2 separate regions of the Mus musculus genome follow, and region 2 is linked to region 1. Evidence: chromatin contacts called from public HiChIP or PLAC-seq data. All regions are on one chromosome and are shown on one strand. Each heading gives the region's core, a stretch centred on a gene start, on an enhancer-like site or on the middle of the called end of the contact. The rest is flanking DNA. Distances are from core to core; before and after follow the strand shown.

The links. HiChIP or PLAC-seq counts read pairs in DNA pulled down with a chosen protein or histone mark.
Region 2: a contact with region 1 is called in an H3K27ac HiChIP or PLAC-seq map of embryonic stem cells, with 7 times the contacts expected there. The contact joins two enhancer-like sites. A contact is called at or near these places in 1 of 15 datasets of contacts at CTCF or cohesin (the NIH/3T3 cell line), 1 of 115 datasets of contacts at active chromatin or transcription factors (embryonic stem cells) and 1 of 9 other capture datasets (embryonic stem cells).

What each region holds. Positions count from the first base shown.
Region 1 is chr3:147,179,425-147,185,098 of GRCm38.p6, forward strand. No RefSeq gene overlaps it. Among named protein-coding and RNA genes, the nearest start is that of Gm36726, 57 kb to the left of the region's middle. Within about 2 kb of position 2,412, at least 54 of the 459 cell types and tissues checked have an H3K27ac peak or open chromatin away from gene starts, as enhancers often do. A contact at or near this core is called in embryonic stem cells, where this site is marked.
Region 2 is chr3:148,339,515-148,345,134 of GRCm38.p6, forward strand. It overlaps Gm29836 (a long non-coding RNA gene), which reads left to right. Exons shown (of 3, transcript XR_867739.1): 2 at 865-1,034; 3 at 2,472-2,614. Among named protein-coding and RNA genes, the nearest start is that of Gm29836, 4.4 kb to the left of the region's middle. Within about 2 kb of position 4,242, at least 97 of the 459 cell types and tissues checked have an H3K27ac peak or open chromatin away from gene starts, as enhancers often do. A contact at or near this core is called in embryonic stem cells, where this site is marked.

The sequences.
Region 1 (5,674 bases), core at 1,162-3,661:
TGCATTGAGTTTATTTAAAGAAGAAAACTGAATTCTGTCACTGCTATAGTTTGTTAATGCTTTACCGTGGTATAATCACCAAGGAATTAATGTGATTTAGTAGCCACAACAATAAATATAGCCTTGACAAGGCGATTATCCCATAAGACTAAAATCATGATATAGCATAAATCAATACCAGCCCTAAGTATGTCTCCGAAAGGGGTATATATTTCTACATTCGCTGTTAGATGTTGAACTAATTTTGGAATTAGAAGCTGTAGGAAAATCCAAAAGCTATTTTTCTAAGTGAAAAATTACAGAATATGTATGATGATTGCTCAGAATATACACTGCTCATAAAATGAGTGCTGGAGAAGTACACAAACTTTGAAAGCTGGTTCAAGTACAAATCTACGTTCTTAAGAATAAACCTCTCTGCACTCCAAACAGAGCAGAGTTCCTCCTTGTCTCTGCCTCTCCAGGAGCCTGAATTGCCCCTCTTGTAGGCACTAGCCCCTTTCAGCCCTTTCTGTTAAGACAAATTGACTCCTTGCCCCTCCAGAGAGAGCCATTCTTAATGGGAAGTCCCCTAGACCCGAGCCGTTGTGGCTGGAATTGAGTCACGTAGAAAAAAAGAAGAGTATTGATCAACAGCAATCTGGCTTCATTCTCCTAGGGACAGATACTCTTGACTTTTCAAGGTCAATATTGGCGTCTGTTAGTAGTCCTTTACAAGTGAATCTAAGTTAAGCTGGCTTTTTGGGAAGCCCTCTTGTGTGCCTTTCATAGTCCCGATGCCCCTTGAGGAATCATGAGGATAAACTTAGTGTTGGAAGTATGGAACCAATGTTCAGCCATCACTGTCCAGAACTCCCCCTCCCCTCCCCCGTGCCTGGAGTGACTTGCTCTGTCACCTCTGAAGTAAGTAGCTCTGAGGAGGTGAGACCCACCCACCCACCTCAGCCTCCCAAAACCCTCTTGCTTAGTGAAGTGGGCCCCCCGGAAAATTATTTCACGTCTTGACATATGGAGTGTCTTCCCTCAGACTTGTATTTCCCACTGAGATAAATGATACCTTAACTCCATCTTTGTAAAGTGCTGCAGTTACACTAGACAGCTGATTATGTTAATCTTTTATGATATTCCAGAAAATACCTGCAGCGTCTTCCTATAGGAAGCATCATTAAAGTTTGAGTGCAGGCACCGACCACCTGACGGCCCTCCTACCCTACTCATTCTCAGTGTGTCTTCTAATGTATGTTTAGTTTCCAATATTGGACACGTCTACCTTCTGCTCCCCTCTTCTGTTGAGAGCACACAGATTTCCGTAGCCACAGAGGATGAAATAATTCACTCAGATGTGAAGAATCCTTTCAAACATCTCCTGTCTTGAAGATTGCTTCCTCTCCCCGCCCTCCCACTTTTTTCCTGTCATCAACAGAACAAAGAGGAGTGTTCCTCTTTTGCTAGTTGACTCAGTTTTTACTGGAATTTGTCTGCAGATTATCCAATACATCTCCAGTCAATTCCAAGAAGTATCTGCTTTCTGTACATACCTTGAACCGGAGACAAGTTATCCAAGCAGGGGAGCCAGTTTGGTGAAAACAAAGATCCATTTTAAAAATTGATATAGCTCGTCTACTGTTGGAAAATAAAATGGCCATTGCTTACTTAGACAAAGAAACAAGGGTACTATAGCTTCATTTACCATACAAAGCTCTCACAGAGAGCAGCTCTGAAAACAGACATAGAGCTTCCTGCAGTGACGGGCATATCAGTGGGGATTTTATTTGTCTTACTGTAAGTGCAGAACCCTAGTCTATTGATGGCTTTAATTCTACAGGCACTGGTGGTTTGCACTTAGCCTGAGAAATAGCATTAACTGAGCTTCTCTGATGGGCTCGGTGTGTTTGGCTGTGCAATGAATGGCGTCCTATCCGCACAAATTACATTCTACTGAAACCTTTTCCCTTCCTAGCCTCACATTTTACAAATGCAAAGAATTCTACTAGTCTAAGCCTTCCTTCATCATCTAGGCTAATGCCGGTGCTGTTGAGTTGGTTGGTGCTAAGGATGTGAGAGTCTGGATTAACATGTGGGTTAAGAGGAAAAAATATTTATTTAATTCTTTTGTTTACTCTCCCTCCTGCTCCTGACCCAGGGAAACACAGGGGCACTAGAGAGGCCCCAGCAGACTTTCCCCAGCTCCTTCCTGAGTTAATCACATTTCACACGTCCCTTTTTCTGGCAGATGCGGCACCGGACCTCCCCTTTGTCCGTTTAGTCTCCGGATGAAAGTGTGAGGCTCTGCAAATTTCCCTCAGGCACAAAAACAGTTTGCTTTCCTGCTGGAGGTGAAACTGACTAGGGGGAAGGCACAGCTGGGGCTTTTTGTGCCCTTCAGCCACCACCCTTGGCGGATCTCTTTTACTTTGTATGAAAATAAAGAAGGGATGGGAGCGACTACATTCAGCTCTTCAAGCATTCGTGCTCTCCAAGGGCAGGGGTGGAGGTGACAGGAACCTTGGGGAACTAGGCTGGGCCATCTAGCTGGACTGGGGGGTTGGGCAGGTGGCAAGTGCTCCCCGCGCTGAGCTGATAAAGCGATGTCAGCAAAGGAACCTAGCTTTGCAGCAAAGTGTTGGCACAGCTGTGAGAGCTGCGGGGGCCACCGGGAGGGTAGGAGGTGGAAGGGACAGGTCTGTCACAGCAACTTGTGCAGCTCACCCTGGACAGTTCCACGATTTATCCGAGAGGCATTTCTGTCCCTGCTTCCTTCCCATTGTTTTAAACATTCAGTAGCTGGCTGACCCTTGTTCTCTGTGGGTCAAACCCGCTGCGAGGCCCGTGGCTGTACTCTGTGGGACTGCAGTCAGCGGATCCATTAGGTTGACTTATGGTGATGGAAAGCTCGGTGGCCATTTGGGTTAGGGTGACATTTATATTTGGACACCTTGTTATTACTGGCAGGCCCCTGGGTTTTGTGGACAATGTTCTGGGAGCAGGGCTGAGGAGTGCTTCCCTGAAAAGGATGGCAGGGGTGAGGGGCAAACTGTGACAGGCAAGGAGCCTAAGCGTCAGCCTCACATTGGGGATGGTGCCCAGTGGCAGCCGCGCAGAGGCGCCTGGCAGCGGAAGGCCGTGTCCTAAGGTGTTCTACCGACATCTACTAGAGCAGCTGGCGCCTGGTGGAAGGCAGATGGCGTTGGATCCCCCAAGTGTCGCTGTCTAGCAAGATGCCATGTCCACTGATTAAAAATAATTAAACATTCCTTTCTCCAGCACAGGAGAATGGCACGCGTGCCAGGCAGGGAGGTTGACAATGGCATTACCCAGCAAGACATGGCAGTAGCAGTTAGTGCCCAGGGTAGCAGGTGCGTCTGGCTTGGAGAAGGTGGTGTGGGAGTGGGGAGGCTTGGGTCGCACTGACAGCATGAATAGTTATGTGACGATGTATATGCATGAGGGATGCGTGAGCGGGATCATATTGGAAAACTTTCCATGGCTCAGCCTGGCTTTTGAAGAACATTTTCCAAAATCTGCATGGAAAAAGCAAATTATGTGTTCATAGCCTAATCCACGTGTACCGATCAGCTAATACATATCTCTTTGCTATGAGGGAGATAAAATGTATTAATTGATGCTGTCCAAGATCTTGTCATCAGTTTTGTTCAACGTAGCCACCTTGTATTCTCTCTGTCTCTGTCTCTGTCTCTCTCTCTGTCTCTCTCTCTCTCTCTCTCTCTCTCTCTCTCTCCACACACACACACACACACACACACACACACACACACACACACACTCACAGTCAAGAGATCCTGATAGAGATTAAACAAAAGAATTGAACATACTGACAATTCTCATTCATATTTTAATCAATAACTATTTTTTTTTTCTGAGTGAGACTATTTTCCAAATCCTCTTTGGCCAAAAAGAAGAAAAATAATCTTTGAATCCTACCATTTCTCTACTCTGTTCTCTTCCCTAGACACACTTCTCCCCTTTCAGAAAGGAGTTCCTAAACATTGTCATGAGCTTGCTGAAAAGGAGGCCGGTTTGCTTTGTATTTGTCAATTATTTCAAATGTAGAGACGCCTTGCACATTTCTCCAAATCTAAAGCACATGAAAGATATCAGCATGGAGGGCTAATTTGATTTCCTGTTAAATGGTTGTAATTTCCCACGTGCCCCAACAGTGAGTGCCTTCTTTCTTTACCTGATTTGACATCGTCAGTGTTTACTTGGCAAGCTTCCATTATGTGTGTGATATGCATATGCCCCCATCATGAGAGTGGGCAGGAGGGCAGCGTGTGGCAAAAGGAGCCCTGAGGAGCTGGGGATGGGAGGAGTGCTTATACAGGGTTGCATTCCTCAGGGTAGGCAATGGTGCAGTCAGGAGGAGCGAGGCTGGAGTTTGCACACATAGTTGTGGTAAAGACTGGGGAGTTTCCCAAGAAGAAAGAAAGATTGCAGCGGAGACTCAGAGCCAGGGTGGCATGAACCAGAAGTTGAACTTGGCTGGTGAAAATAGCCCACATTGTGTAAAACGGAAATCAGCAAGAAAAGTATTCCCCTGAATGTTACCCAAATGAGGGTACTGTTCAGCCATCAAGGCCTTCCTCACAGTGTTCTCGGCGGGCTGAATGGGAGCCACGGGAAAGGGGGAATCTTAGCACTCTGCTGCTTTGCTCTTTCAGTGCCCATTTGAACCATTGCCCAGCTTGATTCTTAAAGCACAGAGGTTTGAAAACGCGGGGAATACATTATGTCAGATACTTTGCCGCGGAAGTTTTACACACCAACTAGTTTCTGCCAATATAGATGCTGTTTAATCACTTCAGGCTGCTCTAATAGGAAACCACAGACTTGGTGGTTTAAACACCAATCACACACACTATTCTCACCTTCCTACGGGTTAAGAGTTGAAATCGGATGTGAGCTGGGTGGTGCAGGCTCCTCTTCCTGGTTTGCACAACCTGTGTGCTTTTTATCCTTAAGTGGCAGGAAGAAAGCTAATCCGATGGATGGCTGAGGTTTTGTTCTCGGCTCACTTATACAATTTATTGAGAGTTTCACCCTTATATCTCAATTCCTTCCTGAAGGACTTTATGTCTAGATGCCACCAAACCGGGATTAGTGATCCAACACAGGAATTTGAGGGGAACAGAAATAGTCAATCAATTGTACATACTCACTCTTGTGAGAGACTTAGAAATGGAAGCAAATGTCTCTGAGTAAAGAGATGTGAGGAGGTGAGACCCAGTCACCATGCAAGCCAAGAATGGAAGCAGCTCTTCCTCAGTGGGACAGCAGTAGATGTACTGGAGTATGAAGAGTTTTAGCCACTGGGTTCGCAACCTTTGAGTTTCTGTAGGACATTCTTGAGAATGAAGAAGCTGCTCTCGATGGGTGAATTCAGTGGCCCTGTGGATCAAGGCCAGGGAAGTCACCTTGGGGAAATGGGGCGAGAGAAAATGAAGGGGGGTGCATGCACACAGAATGGAGAAGGAGAAAAGGAAGGAGGATGAGGAGAAAAAAGGAGGAGGAAGAGGAGGAGGAAGAGGAGGAGGAAGAGGAGGAGGAAGAGGAGGAGGAAGAGGAAGAGGAGGAGGAAGAGGAGGAGGAAGAGGAGGAGGAAGAGGAGGAGGAAGAGGAGAAGAAAGAGACCAACATGTCTGGATTGTATAGGGAG
Region 2 (5,620 bases), core at 2,992-5,491, 1.2 Mb after region 1:
AGAACATCTGAATCCCATGTACGCAGAAGATGAGAGTCCCCACAGTTCTTTCCCCTGATGGTGAACCTTCAGCATCAACCCAATGGAATCTGCAATCACCATGTAAAATAGATCTCTGAGAATATGTATGGAGGATTATCTACATTAGATTAATCAAGGTGGAATAGCTAATCCTACATGTGGGAAGTGAAATTCCCTTGGCTGGAGTCACAGACTCAGTGGCAAGGAGAAAGAAGTCTAAGCAGGAGTGTTCATCTTCCTCTGCTTCTTTACTGAGGACACAACATGACCCAGCTGCCTCAAGCTCCTGATGTCATCTCTTCCTCACTATGATGCAAAGTAACTGGTATATTCTCCCTCCCCAACTCTCACACAGACCTAGTCTGGCCTGTTCCACATCCCTCATCTGGACACTTTCTCTATCCATGCTGTGCTCTGGTTCCACTCTAGAAATTCCTATGAGAGATTTCACTCCTATGCAGGGTCGTATTTTAAGCTTCTTTTGTTCCTGTTCTCTCTTTCTTTCTACTTCATCCTATTTCTCGCTCCATCTTATCTTCTAAGTACCGTGAACTCTTTTAGGTTTATATGTATAGTATGCTTCCTGTCACCAAAGTCCTTGCATGATTAGACTATCTCTCCAAACTACTGCTAGTTCACTAATTAATACCCAGTTAACTCTTGGTTATATTTTTGATTGCTCTGTACTTTGATTTCTTCCACAACCTTTCCTCATGTTTTCACTGCTGCTCCATCACCCACTAATAGCGTTTGCCTTGTTCTGATCATGTGCACTTTGTGATCCTGTTCTATGAGATAGTGACTACAAGTCATTCACCATTCAATATATCAATTCTTCTTTAGTTTTCACAGTAAAAAGTGAGCGCACAGAAAACACTTGGAGGAAGAGCTGCTACTGTGGAGTCTCGTGAATCTTGGTGAACATGTCTTAGAAGATGAAAACTCTGCAATTCTTGTCTGCTTGTCTTTGTCTCGAGGATCATCAGATGTGTTGTATCTAAAAGGACCCGGAGGTAAAATGGGTAAAGTGCTCACTGAACAAGTGTAAAGACCAGAGTTCAAATCCCAGAATCCACAAATAATCCTTTTGTGGTAATATGCATATGTAGTCCTAGTGTAACGATGACATCATGGGATGTGGAGACAGGAAAATAGCCAAGGGCACGCTAAACTAGTTTGTGCAGCTATAAGCAACAAAGAATTCCTATTTCAGATAAGATAGAATGTAAGGATAGAAGTTACCCCCTAATCTCCAAGTGCAACCATGGCATGCAATGTGACACAGAACACACATATGTATGCATGTGCCTGTGCACACCAGAGATAGATAGATAGATAGATAGATAGATAGATAGATAGATAGATAGATAGATAGATAGATGTAAAAAAGGAACAATAGAAAAAGCCTGCATAGTTGTTACTGCTTGTACCTCTAATATGAGGATTGATTTATGTTTCTGTGATACGTGGATCTTGGCAGAAGGTCCTTTCTGTTATTTCTAATTTCTGTGAAGATGATGCTTCTTCTCCATCACCCACAGAGTCTTCAGTGTCTTTTCAAACCTATCTTCCTTTCTCCTTAGTTGAGTGGTACCAGAAGAGGAGCAAGCGTGCACAAGTGACTAGAAATGAAATGTGCATCGATATTCTGGCCCACATAAAAGGTTAGGCTGCGATTTTAGTTCCTAAACTAAGGAAATTTCCTCTACGGTGTTTCCTAGATTAATTTACAAATCAAAGTCGAAAAGCAGACTATAAAGAAAGCTGTACTTTTAGTGTGCTAGCTGTTTAAAACTGTGTGTTTTCTTATCACCTGTCTGTTTGGTAGAAGACAGAAAGAGAGAGCAACATTACAAGCATAAGCCAGCACCTGGCACTATCAGAGAACTTAGAGATGCCAATTCTAAGTGACAATAGACTGTCACATTTGTGGTTTTATATAAACTTCAGACAGTTGGCTAATCTGAGTCTAGAACTGCTAAAAAATAAATAAAAAGAAAAGTCGTTTTCAAAAGAAAACTATTGGCATAAACAGAAAGATTCTTAACCAAAATATAACTGCAGGTGATGCTAGGATGAATAGTTACCACCAGGGCTGGTGCTCTTCTTTCCATCAGCATTTTTCTTTCTTCTTTCTTTCTTTCTTTCTTTCTTTCTTTCTTTCTTTCTTTCTTTCTTTCTTTCTTTTTTTTTTCAAAAAAAAATTTAATATAGAATAGAGTTTATTTAGGGCATGGGAAGGAAAGTTAAGAGAGTAGTAGAGGCTGAAAAAGGCAGAGAGAGGGAGAGAGTAGAGAAGTAGAGGCTGGCCATAGCCACCTGGAGAGAGAAGGGAAGAGCCCAAGAGGGCAAGAGAGAAGCAAGCTGGAAGCCAGTGTAAGAAAGCTGCATTTTTCATTTGAAAGAATTTTGTCACATATTAGCAGCTGTTATTTCCTCTTTGCTTGTAGGTGGAGATCCGTTTTTCTTCTGTACTACCAATATCTCCTGTAAATGATAGTTATAAAGAAGCTTCCAACATGATGCGATCTGAGTATGAATTGTTTTATCATATGACCGCCCACCCTTCCCCAGAGTGATGCTATTTAAAAGCCTCCGTAACTGCTCTTCCATTATATGGAATTTTCTTTTTTATATTTTTGCTTGTCTTTGATGCACATAATAAAGAAAATAACATAATACTGGTGTTCTGTGATATACACTTATATAAGTAGATATCTTTATACATGTATTTCTGTATATTTATACACACATATATATGAAACAACTTCATAGCTGTTTTAATAATGAGATAGGTTATCAGATTTTCTTGGTGTTACATGAAAGTGTTTCTAAAAAGTCAACCTTAGGAATGAATAACAGCCCAAAGGAGACCCTGGAGAAAAGGCAGTTATATTGTTGGGGCAGGAGGCTGCATAGGAGAAAAAAGGTTCCTGGCCCCTCCCTCTCCTGGAGACACAGATGAAGGAGACCAGCCTGTGATCCACAGGGACAGACACTGAGTCAGATTCTTTAGTGATTAAAAGACACAGAGTACAAAAAAGGACTAAGGTATGGGCTGAGAATCAAGACAGATTATAAAAGAATGCAGAGAATAGGAGACTCTGCTAGCAAAGACGATGGTTTTTTTTTTTTTCTCCTCTTCTCTTGAAAAGGAGCCATAGAAAAACCAGAATAGAAATGCTTTTATCTAAAAAGAAAGAAATGAATACAGGTAATTTCTGGGTCATCAGAATAACTCAGCAGCCAAACCCATCCCCACCCACCCAGAGAAACTCAGAGCTAATGACCTTGAGAGTCTCCTTTTAATCCACAGATGATGGAAAGGCCCTCAGCTGGACTGAAGATAAACAGATTTTCTACTCTCTTCAAAAGCATCCCTAACTTGAGAGTGGTCCTGGGAACTCTGAGGATGGGCCAGTTTCCCTTTGGGTCCTTGGGAGCCTCTTTAGGTTGCACCGTGTTCTTGGAGTTCTGGCCATGCAAGAGAAAGTCAGCCGAGCTTCTTAGGCCTGTGCTTGCTCACCTGTAATACAAATTAGGAATCCTCTTGCTTTCACTGAAGATCTCAAAGGCTTTTCCAGCTGTTTTAACATATCGGAAACATCCTTTATAAATCCCAGAGGCCTCTGTTTAAAATAGAAGTTCTGACCTCAGATTCCTTTCTGTCAGTATCAAACTCAGCACTCTTAGGAACAACTCCAAAAAAAAAAAAAATCTCCTCAGTAGGCCAAAAAACATGTGTCCAAGAGGTTAAATGGCAAACCGGGTGTGAATTATTTAGCTGTTTTATAAACAAACACTGGCTGGGATTGAACTCTCTACAGACTCCGAGGAGGCTTAAGTCTGATTTCCTGAGCTTTCTTAATGCTTTCTCTAGGACCCCCAGGGCTGAGTACTACAAAGGAATGGGGCTAAGCACCTCCCTTCCCCCTCCCAATAGTCCTGACAGGAGGCCCTGCTCTTTGTCTGGATTTGACTGACTTTGAGTGACACTGGAATGCTGCAACTTGCCCAGCCTGAAGGGGCAGTGCCACAAAGGCTAAAGGACAATAAAGATTTTTTTTTTGAAAGACGAAAATGGCCTGGAAAGGAAATAACCAAGCTCTCCTCCAAAGCTGGAGAGGATTCTGAGTGACAGCTAGCAAGAAACTAAGCAATCAATCTCAGAGGCTCTATGCACTTGCATACTCTTTCCAGCCGCTGGACTCAGCCAAGCCCATTGTTGTGCAAAGCAGCGGCTCAAAACCAGGCCTTCTCTATAAAGTTGTGTCTGCCTAAGGCCAGGTCAAAGGGGAGATCCCGGCTCTGCACCCAGAAAGTATTAAGGACATGCGAGGGTTCAGAGCAAGCTATTTCCTTTTGCTGCCTGTGTGCAGTGGATCTTCAGCGGGCTTGGGCTTGGCTGTGATCTTCGCTCCAGTCCTACTCTGCCTTGGCCATCTGCCTGGTCTCCTGCTGTTCTCATCTGGAGGAGCCACACAGCTCAGCAAGGAGCTATTCTTCCGTCCTGTGCCCATCACAGCACTTCAAGAGAAAGAATACCAAGATACTCGCCGTAAAAGCAAAAGGAAGTCCTTGTCGCTGTGCCAAATTCATTCTCACAAGGGCTTCTGGCTTTTACAAAAGGAAATCCACCCCACCCTATTGAGAAGTGAAAGATATAAACACACCACATCCTCACATGGGCAGTGGCAGCATCTTTCCAGTTCCTTGAAAAATCACACACACACACACACACACACACACAAAGAACATGGACCTAGCCCCTGATGGTTGCTGATTGGTTTTTCAGATACCAATTTGGAGCTGGTTCACTGTTTAGTGATTCATGGTGACTCTTTGTTAGATGTTACTTAGGGATATCCTCCTGCCAAGATGAAAATATTCAACCGTGCAGGACTCTGTGTGACAGTTATTACTCATTCTGGAATTACTGTTTTATTTAATAATTATGTAACAGGATAAGATATATGAAGACAGTGGTCCTGATGTGTAAACAGGTAGATCCTTCTGGTAATTATATCTGTTTATCAGAGACCTGCTGTTTTATTGATATTTATTCTTTGTAATTACATCAATATTTCTAGCTTGTATTGAGAAACAAGCATCAAAATTCCACTCACCTGTGACACCATCTTGGTGTGGAATGCAACTATTGTTAATTAACTTTCAGGCCCTCAAATAAAAAATATTTTTGTGACATATATGTTCTGTCACCTACAATCTAGGCTGCAAGTACTGGAGAGTCCAATACATGCTGGCCTATTCTCAGCCAGTGCCCTATCAATGACACCTTTAATCATTATTATATATCAAGATAGGCCTCCAAGCAACTATCAGAGGAACAAATGAAGGTTTTGATGAAGTACAGATTCTTAAAGTCTATGCAAAGGAAAGCCCGTGATGACCTGCCTCAGGAGCCTACGCTTCAAATCTCTTCTGGACATCTGTGGAGGTGAGACTTCATGATTTAATGGAATGAGTATGTTTTACTCCTCTGGGAAATAAAGAAAGATAGCTACTGCCAAGGTTGGAGTCAATGTGCAATAAATACCGGTTGATTGGCTAAGTATTGACTAAAGAATTAAGGGCAAAG